Linked DNA regions of Mus musculus: region 1 is linked to region 2. Evidence: chromatin contacts called from public promoter capture Hi-C data. All regions are on one chromosome and are shown on one strand. The core of a region is the stretch at or near the end of the contact, and the rest is flanking DNA. Distances in the headings are between cores, read along the strand shown. Region 1 holds the start of Pir (pirin). Region 2 holds the start of Txlng (taxilin gamma).

Region 1 (6,710 bases), core at 2,290-4,789, 1.4 Mb before region 2:
TAGGATAGCACTCACTGAAGACAGCGATGACTTTTCAAACCCTACAAGCAAAGGTGAGCCCGGAAATCCCAGCTGCTCAGGAGGCTGAAGCAGGAGGATTTCAAGTATAAGGCCAGCCTAGGCAACTTAATGAGACTCTGGTCTCAAAAATAGATAGATAGATAGATAGATAGATAGATAGATAGATAGATAGATAGATAGATAGATAGATTAAAACAGCTCCAAAAAAGAGGGCTGTGGCTGGAACTCAGTGGTAGAGTGCTTGCCTAGCATGTGCAAGGGCTTCCCTGTGTATAATCCCCAGTACTGCAGAATGAAGCAAAACAAACCAAACTTGGTGTACAATACAAGTCCGTGAATGCTTTCAAACACACTTTTGAGTCAAAATGCAGACACAGTAACTTCTATGCAACAAGAGAGATAAAGCTTAGCAATGAGGCAGTAGGAAATTTCTGGAGTAGAGGGTAAGAGCTACAAATCAGCCCTATTTCCCAAAATGCAACCTGTCCCTACAATGCATTTCTTCTCTTATTCGCAACAGTTAATATAGCATGGCACTATGGCCTTTGGCTGGGACCATTATTTCATAACTTTCTATGCATCTAAGATCCGTCCCTAAATTTCATGTATTCCCTAGTATTCCAATAAAGACCTTCTCTGATGTTGGAAAACATCTAGAGGTACAGTCTCTGAGTTCCCTTATGCTCTCCCCCCACATACACACACGAAGGTGCATAGAGCTGGACCTCGGTGCACAAATACAAATCCTTTATTCTGTGTGATTAGACAGAGAGCTGACCCATGTGCAGCCAATCAGGTTGCTTTTCCTAGGAATCTGATGCTGAGATGCATAGTTACCCATGCACTGAAGCATGAGCATGTAAGCAAGGATGGAGAGGATATGCACTGGGCACATCTGAGGATATGCATGCTGTGGCTGACAGCCAGCATGCTTCTCAGCTCAAGCCAGTACATGGATATGTACAGAAGACCAGTCACATCTCCCAGAGCTGCACCTGCTACCCAGAACCTAATTATCTGCATACTAGAAACCTCCTTTAGGCTGGTGTTGATCCACACGGGGCCCCAGTTGTGGAGTTCCATGTTTCTCCCACTGGAATAACACAGGGAAGCTTGAGACCAGCTTGGCCTTCTCTCTCCAAATCCCCATTCAATATCCCACTAGTCGCTTTAGAAAGGAAAACTCAAAGTGGGATGTACTCATCCACCCTGCGTACCTCGGGTCTGCCAATGCTTCTGCGCACACGTGCTCCTACCCCCTCTGACTGCTCCCGGCTGAGCACTGAGAGAGTAACCTTTTTAGAGGATGCCATTTTGAAGTTTATAAAGAAAGTTCTGATGTTGAGCTGTAGAAGATGGAAAGAAAGAAGAAAGACAATAAACAACAAAAGAAATCACAATGGAGGAAATATCTACAGATTATAAACTAAGGATATTAACATTAGACTTGCTCCAAATCTTTATAGTGGCAATTTACTGAATACTGACTATGATCATGGCCTAGATTAGGTGATTTTTAGAAACACAGCTATGGTGTGCATGTATTAGTATTTACGAGGTACCTAGAACCCTATTATTAGCAGTTACCTCTTAGAATCCTGCAGTCATCTTGTCCAAAAGTTCACAATAGCAACTCTTTGGAAGAACTCAGCAGGGATATCTAAAGAACATTTTCTACGCTTCCCTTCAGTGGCAGGCATACTTGACCTCCTCACACCGTGCACACACCCTTCAATGGCTACCCCACGACATGCGGTGGAAGATGGAAGTGGGAGCTCTTTTGGTGATACTGGAAGCAAATGGAAAACACTAGGGGTATGTGACTCTCACCAGAATATGATGATGCTGGCATGGAAGGAAATCTGCAAGGGCCACTGAATTCAAATACTCATCTATCTCTAAAGTCCGTGGCCATTTTTAAAAATTCATCTCTTAATAATATTAAGCATGTTTACAATGCGGGTTTTTTTAATCATAGCAACCCTTTGTTCCCCTTCCAACTCCTTTCAGACCCCTGCTCCACATCTCACTCCCAATGTAATCTTGTATTTTCCATAGCCTACTGAGACTAAGTGATGCCCATTCTTATACGAATGGGTGTTGGGTCATCTACTGAAGCATGGGCATCCTAATAGGGGTCAGTTCCTTAAAGAGAACTGACACTTCCTACCCCAGCAGCCTCCAACTGCCCAAGTTCCTCAGTTAGGGGTGGTACTTCGTGGAACCTTCTCCCATCTGTGTTGGTATTCTTACTGGCTGACTTAATTTTATGTAGATCTTGTGCAGGTAATTTTTTAGGCAAGAAATCTTTGAACTTCTTAATAAAGTCCTCTAAAGCACAGACAAACCATTTATGAAGTACCCCAGGCAATGGAACCGATGATTCAGGAACAACACATATACTACATTTATTATTCAAAAGTGTTCCATTATTGATTGAAGTCTAAGTCCTAACCAAGGAAATATCACACAACAAATACAATCACCCCCCCCCACACACACACACACACACACTTCTAACTTCAGGTGTTTGCAGACAAGTAATTCCAAGCCCCAGATCTGATCACCATATGAACTCTAACCAATCCTTCAAAGATTCCTTAAACTAAGAGAAGCACTTTAATAACAGGCAGATTCTGGAACTGGACACCTCAGATTTACATCTCAGTTTTGCCACATTCCAGGCTGCTTTCATTTGGGATGCTGTGTGTCTCAGCTTTTCCATCTATACAATGGGATTAAGAAGCGTCTGCCTCAAAGGATGTAAATAGGGCTGTAAGAAAGTGAGCTGCTGTTCTTTATAGGGACTCAACATAGAAGCACCCTTCAGTTTGTGAAGGCAGATCCTAAAACGGATCCTCTCTAGCAGGCAAACAACATGCATCTATTGGGCCATGAAATGTGGGAGACAGAAATGAACTTCTGAGTCCAGCCCCGTAATCATCCACACATAAGCGACTAGTAAGTAGTTTTGCCTCCACCTAATTTTTCTGGCTTCTTCCAGACTCCCACATTTAGGCCCTATACACAGGAACAAGGATAAAGCAGTTAACTAATTGCAGTGTGTTGCCAAGAGAAAAACCAAGCTATCATCTCAAATCGTGGTGGCTATTTAAGCATTTCCCTCCCTCAGCTCCCCTCCGAGCCCCAGTAGTGAGCTGGGAAAGACAGCATCATGAAAACTGGTCGGAGCATTCCTCCCACCCCCAACACACACACACACACATACACACACCACTCTCACGAGGGCTGAGTTCCCCAGGCCACTCACTGGGCAGTAGCGCAGGCCCAGGAGGGAGGCCACAGTCGGAGGTGCCTAGACTCCACAGCGGCAGGGACACAGCAAAGGGAGGACAGGTTTGCGGAGCGCCAGCCGTCAGTCAGCGTGACTCAGCGCTTTGTTGCGGGCCTCCAGAAGGCGGGAGTCTCTAGGTCTCAGGGGCCTTGGACCGGGGGACACACCCTTTATTTACCCTGGGTTTGGATTCTCTGACTCCGCCCCATGGCTCTCTGGATCTGCCTTTTGAAAGTCGGTCCAAAGAGTGATGCGCACCCCGGCCTCTTGGGGGCGCGCTGCCCGCCTCCCAGGAATGTATGGGACACTCAAGTGCTCTGCAGCCCCTTAGAATCTCTTGGAAAACCTGTCCTCACTCAAGTCATCTTGTCACCCAACGCTTCGTATGAGCAAGAATGTTTTCTAACCACTTGTCCCGTTTGGGGGAGTGACTCAGCCTCTCTATGCATTATCCCCAGTGAAATGAGCGTGGTAAAGCTGACAGGACCAAGACTGTAAGGCTGTAATGAGAATGAAATGAGCATGTCTCCGCATAGGTACTACACAGTTATCTCTCATAAATAAATACGCTTCTTGCTGTTTGCCAATGAGAATGGGGCAGAGGCAGAGCAGATGTAAGAACCAAAGAATCTCTGTTCCTGCTGAAAGAGAAGGCACACTCTAATAGGGAATCATAGAAGGGCTTGAGTTTTGTTGGGCTTCAAGAGCAGGCCTTAGAGAGTTAGCCTCAGGAGGTGAGGGTTTGTCCACAGCCAGGAAGCAATCTAGTTTTCCTAGGACTTTTAATCAGAAGACAGGCTACCATACGCAATGTTCTTTAGATACCCGGAAGTTCATTGTCTTTTCTTGGAAAAAGAGTGAAAGTGATGCCTCTTTAAAAAAAACAAAACAAAAACAAAACTACGAGCCTGGGAAACTGAAAAGGAATAAACAGTAAATGTCTTTTTACTTTCCAGCTCTGTGGGTCTTCCGTGGAGACTGCTCCCATTTGCTTTTGTAGCCAGAAACAGCCAGAGACAACGCCTGCTGAGTGTGGTGGCTGTGTTTTAATAAAAATTTGATTTTGGATAATGAAATTAGAATTCATAAGATTATGTTTTGAATTCGTACAATTCTCAGCTGTCATGAAAGTCTTCTTTTGACTTTATATTTCAGCTGGTTTTTGGGGGGCATGGTTCCCCATATCCCCGGCTGGTCTTACCTCCCTAGAGAGCCTAGGATAACCTTGAACTTCTGACTTTCCTTCCCACAGTTCCCAAGTGTTAGGGTTACAGTGAAGCATTCACCAGCGTGCCCAGTTTTACATGGTGCTGGAGACTGAACCCGGGGCTTTGTGTATTCTAGGCAAGCAATCTACCAACTGAGCTAGATCCCCAAGCTCTTCAACCTCAAGATGTGAAAAGGCATTCTTACCTTTCAGACTACAGATTTCTGCTGTAGAAGAATGGGGAAGTGGAAGAACAAAGACTTTTCCTTGGTGCTCAATTGGGCAGAACACACTAAAAATGGGAACAGTAGAGAGGAAAATATCATGGCCTTTGTACAAGGATGACATGCAAATTCATAAAGTTGCACTCTCCCCTCCCTGCCTCAATTCATGGCCACACTTGGGTGTATATAGTCTTTTCTTGAAATGGCTATCTGTCTTCCTTAATGCCGATACCCAAATCTATATTAAAACGCATTCACAATAAATTCTGTTTTTTAACTCTTTTCCCTGAGCTTTTCATATCAGTGGGGTTCAAACTGACTCTGCCTACCTTCAGCAATTCAAGACTAACAGATTATGCATGCAAACTTCAAACTGCTGTGGACTAATAAGGTATTGGTACTTCCCATCTGTAATTATTTCTGAAATAGTTTCCACATAAAACAGAAGTATGAACACCCTGGCTGGCACATTACAGACCATATAAATAAACTGTCTTGTATTTCCTCAACCAGTCCAACGTTCAACCAGGTGCTGGGGCTTGGACTGCAAGCTTTGCCTTCACACTCTTTCAACACAAAAGCCTGTGGATTCAGAGAGTTCAGCGCATCCAAACCTTCCCATTTTGAAGGCCTCTATCCATCTTCCCCAATCACCACCCACTCCTCCTGCCTTCAGATTCAGCACTGGCCAAACCATTTTTCAAGTGGCAGGCAAATAGAAAGCAAATGCCTGGAGCCCTCAGTGGCTTCTCACTGGCTTGGGAGAAAGTTCTTTGATGTCTTTGAACGTTCTCAGCCCCAGCCACTTGTGTGGCGGTGCGGAGGGATGAACACACATACACACCTGTCTCTTGTTAATTTCCTGTGCCTGTCTAGAACTTGCCTTACTTCACTTTCACTTCACTTTTTGGCTCTTGCTTTCTATGTCATGCTCTCTGGACAACCTGTGCTAATTGTTTCCTCAAGTCTAGGAGGACATTTGACCTGAAAATCACCTATATATTGTTTTCTAAGGCCATTGTTTATTGATTTTTTGGAAGATCCCCTTTTCCTACAATGGGCTGAACAGTAGCTTCTACCTCACAAGTTCGTTCTGAAATATGACTCCGACACTCCACTAAAATATGCTGGTTACTCCTTTTGCTCTTGGGTCTAGGTAGAGCTTGTGGCTGCCATGACCAAGTCAATGTGCCATTTCTGAGGGAATCTCTGAAATGACCTGGCAGGTGCCACACCCTGCTTCATGGAAACCAGCTGCTCTTTAACACAAACCACCTTGAAAATGGATCAGCCCCAGCTGTACCAGTCAAAGCCACATGGATACAACCTGAACACCCAACACTGTTCCTTCCAACTTCCTGATCCACAAAATTCTAAGCAAAGTCCAGTGTCTTTAAGCTTTTAGTTTATTTTTAAAAATAGGAAACAGAATAACAGTTTTCATGTCATAGGAGAAAAGAGGTAGATCTTCAAAATATTCCAGGTTAGTGACTAACTTTGCAGAAAGTACCTATGTCCATTTAATTGATTGCCAAGACAACCAACCAGCCATTAATCGAAACATACCATCATTACACTGGGATCTAGATGATAATGGTTACATCCTCCCACTGGCCATAGCAGATGCCTCCAAAGTGCAGATGTGCCGGTGAAAAGGCTCCTCTGTTACAAATAGCATTTAATGATAAAAGAACTTCAAAAAGAATGGCAATGTTCTTAGTGATATTTCAGCAAACACCTTTTTGGATATTTCTCTGGAATTCTAAATGTGCTCCACCTCTGCATTCAGAGAAGGTGATGACAGGTCTTGAAGTATAAGACAAGAGCAAGGGCATGTGTAGTTATGGCGGAGCAGGGGGATTCTCTTGTAGGCCTTTCAGCAGAGAGGAGAGGAGAGACAGAGACACAGAGAATACTTCTGAAAAGCTAAAAGTCTAAAATGGAAATACAGTGGTGGGAGAGG
Region 2 (6,947 bases), core at 3,684-6,183:
TTTTTTTTTTCCGAGACAGGGTTTCGCTGTATAGCCCTGGCTGTCCTGGAACTCACTTTGTAGATCAGGCTGGCCTGGAACTCAGAAATCCGCCTGCCTCTGCCTCCCAAGATTAAAGGCCTGTGCCACTATGCCTGGCGCCTAGCAAGCACTTTATCAACCGAGCCATCTCCTCAGTTCCTCCTCCTTCTCCTCCTCTTCTTTGAGACAGAGTCTTACTTTGAAGACCAGACTGTCCTCAAATTTTGGGCAATGCTCTTGCTTCTGCCTCCAGAGTACCAGTATTAAAGTCATGAATCACCATGCCTGAGTACAAGGGATCTTATCCTCCCCCTTTTTTCTCAGCAAGTACGTGTTGAGAGCTTTCTCTATGCCTGGCATTTTGTAGGTATCGAGGATACATATATCCCATGCCCCATCCTTGCCCTCACTATCACAGAAGTCCAAAATTTGTAACATGAGCACCTAGGACACTGCCTGGGATTTGGGCTTCCTGGAGGGGAAATCCAAGTTACCCTTTTTCTCTGGGCAGATATCAATTACCCAAGCTCTCAGATCTGACATATAAAGTAAACAAAACCAAAATGAACAAAAATGGTTCCTTATTATCAATGTGTATCACAGAATACAAATATCTCTCTCTCTCTCTCTCTCTCTCTCTCATCAAACCCACACAGCCTGATGCAATTTGATGAGAAGTTTAAAACTAGCTGAATATGGAAGTGCATGCCTTTAAAAACAGTGTTTGGGAGGCAGAAGCAAGTTGGTCTCTATGAGTTTGAAGCCAGCCTGGTTTACATGGACAGGCTAGCCAGCTAGGACTACAAAGGAAGATCCATCTTAAGAAAGAAAGAAAGAAAGAAAGAAAGAAAGAAAGAAAGAAAGAAAGAAAGAAAGAAAGGAAGGAAGGAAGGAAGGAAGGAAGGAAGGAAGAAAGAAAGAAAGAAAGAAAGAAAGAAAGAAAGAAAAGAAAAGAAGAATGAAAGACAAAATAAATGGTAGGAATGGAGGTGTGGTGTGGCTCATAGCTATACTCATAGCACTTGGGAGGGGGAGGTAGAAGTATTGTTGCCAGTTCAAGCTAGCCTGGACTCTAGAGTGAGATGCTATGTATTCAAAAATAGCCTCAAAAGTTAAAATTTTAAACAAAACCAAGGGAAGAAGAATATCACAGTTTAAATATCTTAATAGTCTTGCCTCCAGCTATGAGTTCTGAGGGTGTCCACGTCCTAGATACCTAATGCAGCAGCAGCAGAATTCTCCCTCTGCAGTAGTGATGAGTCTGTCTAGAACGCTTCCTGATTCGCAAAAATGATGGCTAGAACATATGAAAGCTCAGAACTGGGCTTCATAGGCACAGGAGCAGTTTTGTGCCACATGTCCAAGACTAATAAGGTTCTGAATGGGCCTGGAACGTGGCTCAGTCGTTGAGCCCTTGATGGCATGCAGAAGTCCCTCTGGGTTCTGTCCTCATCACTGGAGAAAAAAAGAAAAGAAAAATTCAAGATTTATTTTTATCACGATTAAAACTTTCTTATATGTACTTGTGTGTGTATGTGCCTGTAGTTAGCATGTGCACATGCATGCAGATGCCCTAGGAGGCGATAAGAAGGTGGGTGATGAGCCCGGCATGCTGGCGCACGCCTTTAATCTCAGCACTTGGGAGGCAGAGGCAGGCGGATTTCTGAGTTCAAGGCCAGCCTGGTCTACAAAGTGAGTTCCAGGACAGCCAGGGCTATACAGAGAAACCCTGTCTAGAAAAACCAAAAAAAAAAAAAAAAAAAAAAAAGAAGGTGTGAGATGCCCTGAAATTTTAGTTACAGGTAATTGTGAGCTGCATGGCGCAGGTGCTAGGAACCTAACTGCAGTCCTCTGCAAGAGCCCCAAGCACTCTTAACTGGGAAGCCACCTCTTCAGCTCCTTCCCCCAATGAAAAACAATGCAAATAATAAATAAGGTCCTTTGAATAAACAGACCACTTACCAAGGTCAGAGCTCCAGCCCTCTGTGAGCCCTAGAGAATTCCGGCTTGCTGGGAGCTGTGGTTTGCACGGCCTTTACTCTATTGTCAAGCAAATTTACAAGCACTGTGCTTTAAACAGATACTTCCTGGAACAAAGGTGAAAACAATCACCGAAGACTGTATGGAGTGCCCCTTTAAGACTCAGAAACAAAGACTTGAATCTGTTAGGCCTGGAATCTGAGCTCTCAATAGAATACATTAGCTAGCAGTGGCTGGAGGGCAATGTGGGGTGGTTGGGAAGGTTTGAAGGAAGGGAAGGGAAGGGAAGGGAAGCATTTTGTAATCAAATTATACTTTCAGAAATAGAAAAGGAGCCAAGTGGCAAATGCCTTCAATCTCAGCACTTAGGTTGCAGAGAAAGGCAGATCTTTGTGAGGTCTAGGTTAGCCTGGTCTAGGGAGTTCCGAGACAGTCAGAGCTATGTAAAGAAACCCCTGTCTCAAACAAACAAACAAAAAATCAAAACAAATTGGTTTGATTCATGAAGGGTGTGTGTGTGTGTGTGTGACCTGGCAAAAGCTATCTTTTGTATAGTTTTATAAGTTACATTATCATTGTTGCTACAGTTTATTCTTTGTTTGAGCCCAGGTTTCAAGTACTTTTATCATTTGTGCTACAGTGTATCCCCCGCCCTACCCCCCTTCTCAAGTTACTTTATCATTTGTGCTACAGTGCATTCTTTCTTGAGGTGTGTGTGTGAGAGAGAGACAGGGTCTCACTGTGATAGCTCTGGTTGGCCTGGAACTTGGTATGTAGATATTAAGCAAGACTAGCCTTTTTTTGTTTGTTTGTTTTTCCAGACAGGGTTTCTCTGTATAGCCCTGGCTGTCCTGGAACTCACTTTGTAGACCAGGCTGGCTTGACCGCACTACTCTGCCTGGCCTTGTAACTATGTAGCCAAGATTCTCTTTTCTAGTTGTAATTTTGACTCCCCCAAAGCTGGGATTACAGGCATGCCTAGTTGGCATACTAAACAATCAGAAGTAACTATACTCTCAAATCTCCTGAAAAAATTAACATATTGAGGAGCAATTTTCTTTTCTTTCTCCCTTTTTTTCCCTTTTGTTTTTTTGAAATAGGGTTTTTCTATGTAGTCCAGCTGTCCTGTTATACACCAGTGCCAGGCTTCTTTTCTTTTCTTTCTTTCCTTTTTTTTTTTTTTTTTTTTTTTGAGACGGGGTTATGTAATACTGGCTGGGCCTGAAACTCATTAAGTAGGCCAGACTAGCCTCAAACTCACAGAGATGCACCTGTCTCTGTCTCCTGCATGGGGGTCTCCAAAGGTTGCAACACCACAGCAGGTTAAGGAGTAATTTTCTGACATCTGTTATAAACGTATGAACTGTAAATGAGATTTTCTTTCTAAGTCCAAAAAAACCCCCAAAACTTTGGGCTGGAGAGCACTGACTGCTCTTCCAGATATCCAGATTTCAATTCCTAGCAACTACATGGTAGCTCACAACCATCTGTAATAAGATCTGATGTCCTTCTGGTGTGTCTGAAGACAGCTACAGTGTACATATTTGTTATTATAAATAAATTTTAAAAAGAAGACAGCTACAGGGTACTCATCATATATAATAAGTAAATAAATAAATAAATAAATAAAATCTTAAAAATTTTTTTTCAGCATGGCTGGGTGTGGTTGCACACGCCTTTAATCCCAGCATTTGGGAGGTAGAGGCAGGTGGATTTCTGAGTTCAAGGCCAGCCTGGTCTACAGAGTGACTTCCAGGACAGTCAGAGCTACACAGAGAAACCCTGTCTCAAAAAAACCAAAAAAAAAAAAAAAAAAAAAAAAAAAAAAGAATTTCTTCAACTGAACTGAGCTGGAGTGTAGTTCAGTGGTTGAGTGCAGGTGTTGTATGTATGAGATCCGTGGTTTGATAATGAGCACCACAAAAAAAAAAAATAACAATAAAACCCCCAAACAACATTAATAACAAAACCAACCCTATTTTCTCCTAAGAATTTGCTCATTTGAAATTTTCAGTCCCTCAAGTTATTTAAGTTTTGGCTCCTGGTATCACTGTTTTGTGTTCAACTGTAGGAAAGTATATTTGTACAGATTTTCATAGTGAATTATTTCAATTCCGGATTTTGTGATGGTCAGTGACTTCTAGACACTAGGCCACTAAGGATCTGGTTCCATTAAATAGAAAACAGGGGATATTTCTGAGTGACCTTCTCTAACATATCAAGAAAAAAATAACTGTTTTAGTAAACAGAGTTCGTGATATTTTTAATTAGCAAAACATATGGTGCAAAAAGCAAGACATTTTAAATACGAATTAATCTTGAACTAACATGGAGAACTGTACTTGAAGCCAGATCAGTTGGGCAAAGGTGAATAGGCTTCCAGCCCAAAGGAACTCTGGACAGTTAAACCTTGGGGAGAACTCTGGTAGAGAGGCTGTACTCTGGGCAAGTGTCCAATGTTCCAAATTCTGAGACTGCATCTCCCACCTCGAAAATAGCGAAGTTAAAAGAGTCTCTTATTCTCAAATTATACTTGCACAATTATGAAGAAGAGCAAAAAAAGCAAAACCACAAAGAAGTGTCTCTGATTCTATTCCTTCTCAAACTCTGGAAGATTTTAAAACTTTTCTTGTAGGTTAATAACGACTACTTTCCGGTACCGCGACATTGCCGCTCAGAGACTACAAGCCCCAGAAGGCTGCACACTCAGCACAGCGGGTACTCTTCCCCCAGGACGCTCCTATCCGGATTCATGGCTGGACGCCGGGGCCGCACATTCTTCTGGGACTCGTAGTCTACTCCCTTTCCCGGTCCGCGCAGACTCCAGCGGCCTCTGTCTGCCCTTCGGCCCTAACAGAAGCCCAGCCCAAAATTTTACGCTCCCCACCCCCAACAAACTGCCTTTCCTCAGGAGCCAACCTCCTCCGGTCACGTGAGAAGACTCTCACGCTACGATTGGTTGGGGTGTAAAGGGGGCGGGGCTGAAGCCCCTGAGAGGTTCCGTGCCCCTGGTCCAGCCGCTTGTTTGGCTGCTGCCGTCACCTCATGGCGACTCGGCTTGAGGAGGTAACGCGAGGAAGAGGCGGCGGTACTGAGGAGGCTAGTGAGGGCGGACGGGGCGGACGGCGACGTAGCCCCCCGCAGAAGGTCAGTGGAGGGGACGCCTTCGTTGTGGTTGGGTCGCGGGGATGATTGGGTTACCCTTTTTGGGGTTCACCTCTTCACTTACCCCTTTACCTTTAGCTACGGGACGAACATCCGGCCCGTTCCCCCTTTTCCTTCAGAAGAGTGACGATAGTTGGGGAGCAGGTGCGGGGTGGTTGTGACTGAAATGGATCTGGTGAGAAGGGACGGTGGTTGGGACTTGGGGACACTACGCCTAGTAGGGGGCTGAGGGAGGACATGGTGGACCCCGGTCTGAGAGGGTGAAGGGGTGCTAGGCAGGGGCGCTCCAGGTGTGACAGCCACGTGCGGCGGGTGCTGCCCCGGGTGTTGAGTCTTCAGCCTGTGTGGTCACCGGGCACTGGGACTCCGCTGCCCAAGGAGGTGACGGGGTGGGGGTGGGGGCTTATCGGGGTACGGGGTAGCCCTCTCCGTGTTGGGCAGGTGCGTAGGGCGCGCGCTGCGGGGTGCTCCCCGGCCTCAGAGCTGAGGCTGTTGCGCAGTAAGATAACAGCGCAGAAGCCGGGGCTGCCTTTCGCCCCTTCCCCCCTTCCCCTTGCCCCCCCGCGGTCCCCCGCGACACTGCGCGGGTGGCTACGCGGGGGACGCCGCGGGGCTCCCGGGATCCACAACGGGGCTTGGTCTCTGGGCATCATGGACCTGCCTTGAGTGTGAGGCTGGGGATGAGGTGGTGATGCTGGGGAACCAGCATCATCTTCTGATAGCTGTCTCCGGCTTCCTGCCACTACCCTCTGTTTCTTTTCTTTCTTTTTAATTTGATAAGTGGAAACTTGAGTTTCCTCCTGGGCTTCGGTTTTGGTCTTTCTTAATCTAGGAGAAGAGCTGGACTGTTTGTTTCCCCTTGCCTTACTTGACTCACGTCAAGGAGTTTTCAGTGTCTCCCTGGATACAAGAAAATCGAGATCTCTTTCAGAATGGGAGAAATCCACTTGTTCTGGAGCTCAGTGGGTGGAGTTTTGACAATGATTGCACAACGAGTAGGGTACAGGGCTTTCAGGCCCAGGAACCAAGAACTGGGGTGTATGGTATTGAAAAAGTGTAAATTCCATCCCTTTGCCTTGCAGGAGAACATACTGAAACCGCTTGACTTGTTGGACACCCTGCTTGACCACTGAGAGCTATTTAATATTACTTAATTATGTATTTGACTAATCTTAAAAGCCACTCCTGTATGAAGTTACGAAATAATATTTTTCTAATGCGATTCATGAACTTCAAAAGGGAGAACAAAGGTCTGGTTTACATTTGAGCAGTGTCAAGAATTGGCTTTTTGGGGCCTGTTCCTTTTTTCCCTCACTTTTTTTTTTTTTTTTTTGTGAAATCGGTTACCCTGTAGCAGGCTGGCCTCATTTGACTATGTAGCCCAGGCTTGTCTTGAAAGTACCATTTTCCTCTTGCCTTTGTTTCCTGAGTGCTGAGATTACAGCAGTGAGCCACCACTCTGGCCTGGGGTGCTTTATTTCTAAGGTCCGGTATTTTCATGTTCTATTCTGTCTCATAAAAGAGGGACCTACTGCTTGGGACACTGGAAAAGTTGTGGCCCAACAGTTCTTTAGGGATTCAGCACTGTCACTTTGGACATTTATTCCCTGAGGGTGGGGAGCCAAACTCAGTGTTTGATTTCATAGGTTCCCCAGGGGAAACCTCTGATGATAAAAAGCCACTGCAATTGAGGACATAAGTTCCCTTTTATGCCACTGGAATAAGGACAGAAAGTCACTGAATTAGGAAGTAAGGTTTAATTAACTAGTATTTTAACCTAT

The links. Promoter capture Hi-C pulls out the DNA fragments that hold promoters and counts their contacts.
Region 1: a contact with region 2 is called in a promoter capture Hi-C map of erythroid cells, with 8 times the contacts expected there. The contact joins the promoter of Pir here to the promoter of Txlng in region 2. A contact is called at or near these places in 3 of 39 promoter capture datasets (embryonic stem cells, erythroid cells and liver).

What each region holds. Positions count from the first base shown.
Region 1 is chrX:164,266,260-164,272,969 of GRCm38.p6, reverse strand. It overlaps Pir (pirin), which reads right to left and starts at 3,539. Exons shown (of 10, transcript NM_027153.3): 1 at 3,293-3,539; 2 at 1,239-1,367. The coding sequence starts at 1,334.
Region 2 is chrX:162,827,440-162,834,386 of GRCm38.p6, reverse strand. It overlaps Txlng (taxilin gamma), which reads left to right and starts at 4,933. Exons shown (of 10, transcript NM_178935.5): 1 at 4,933-5,148. The coding sequence starts at 5,047.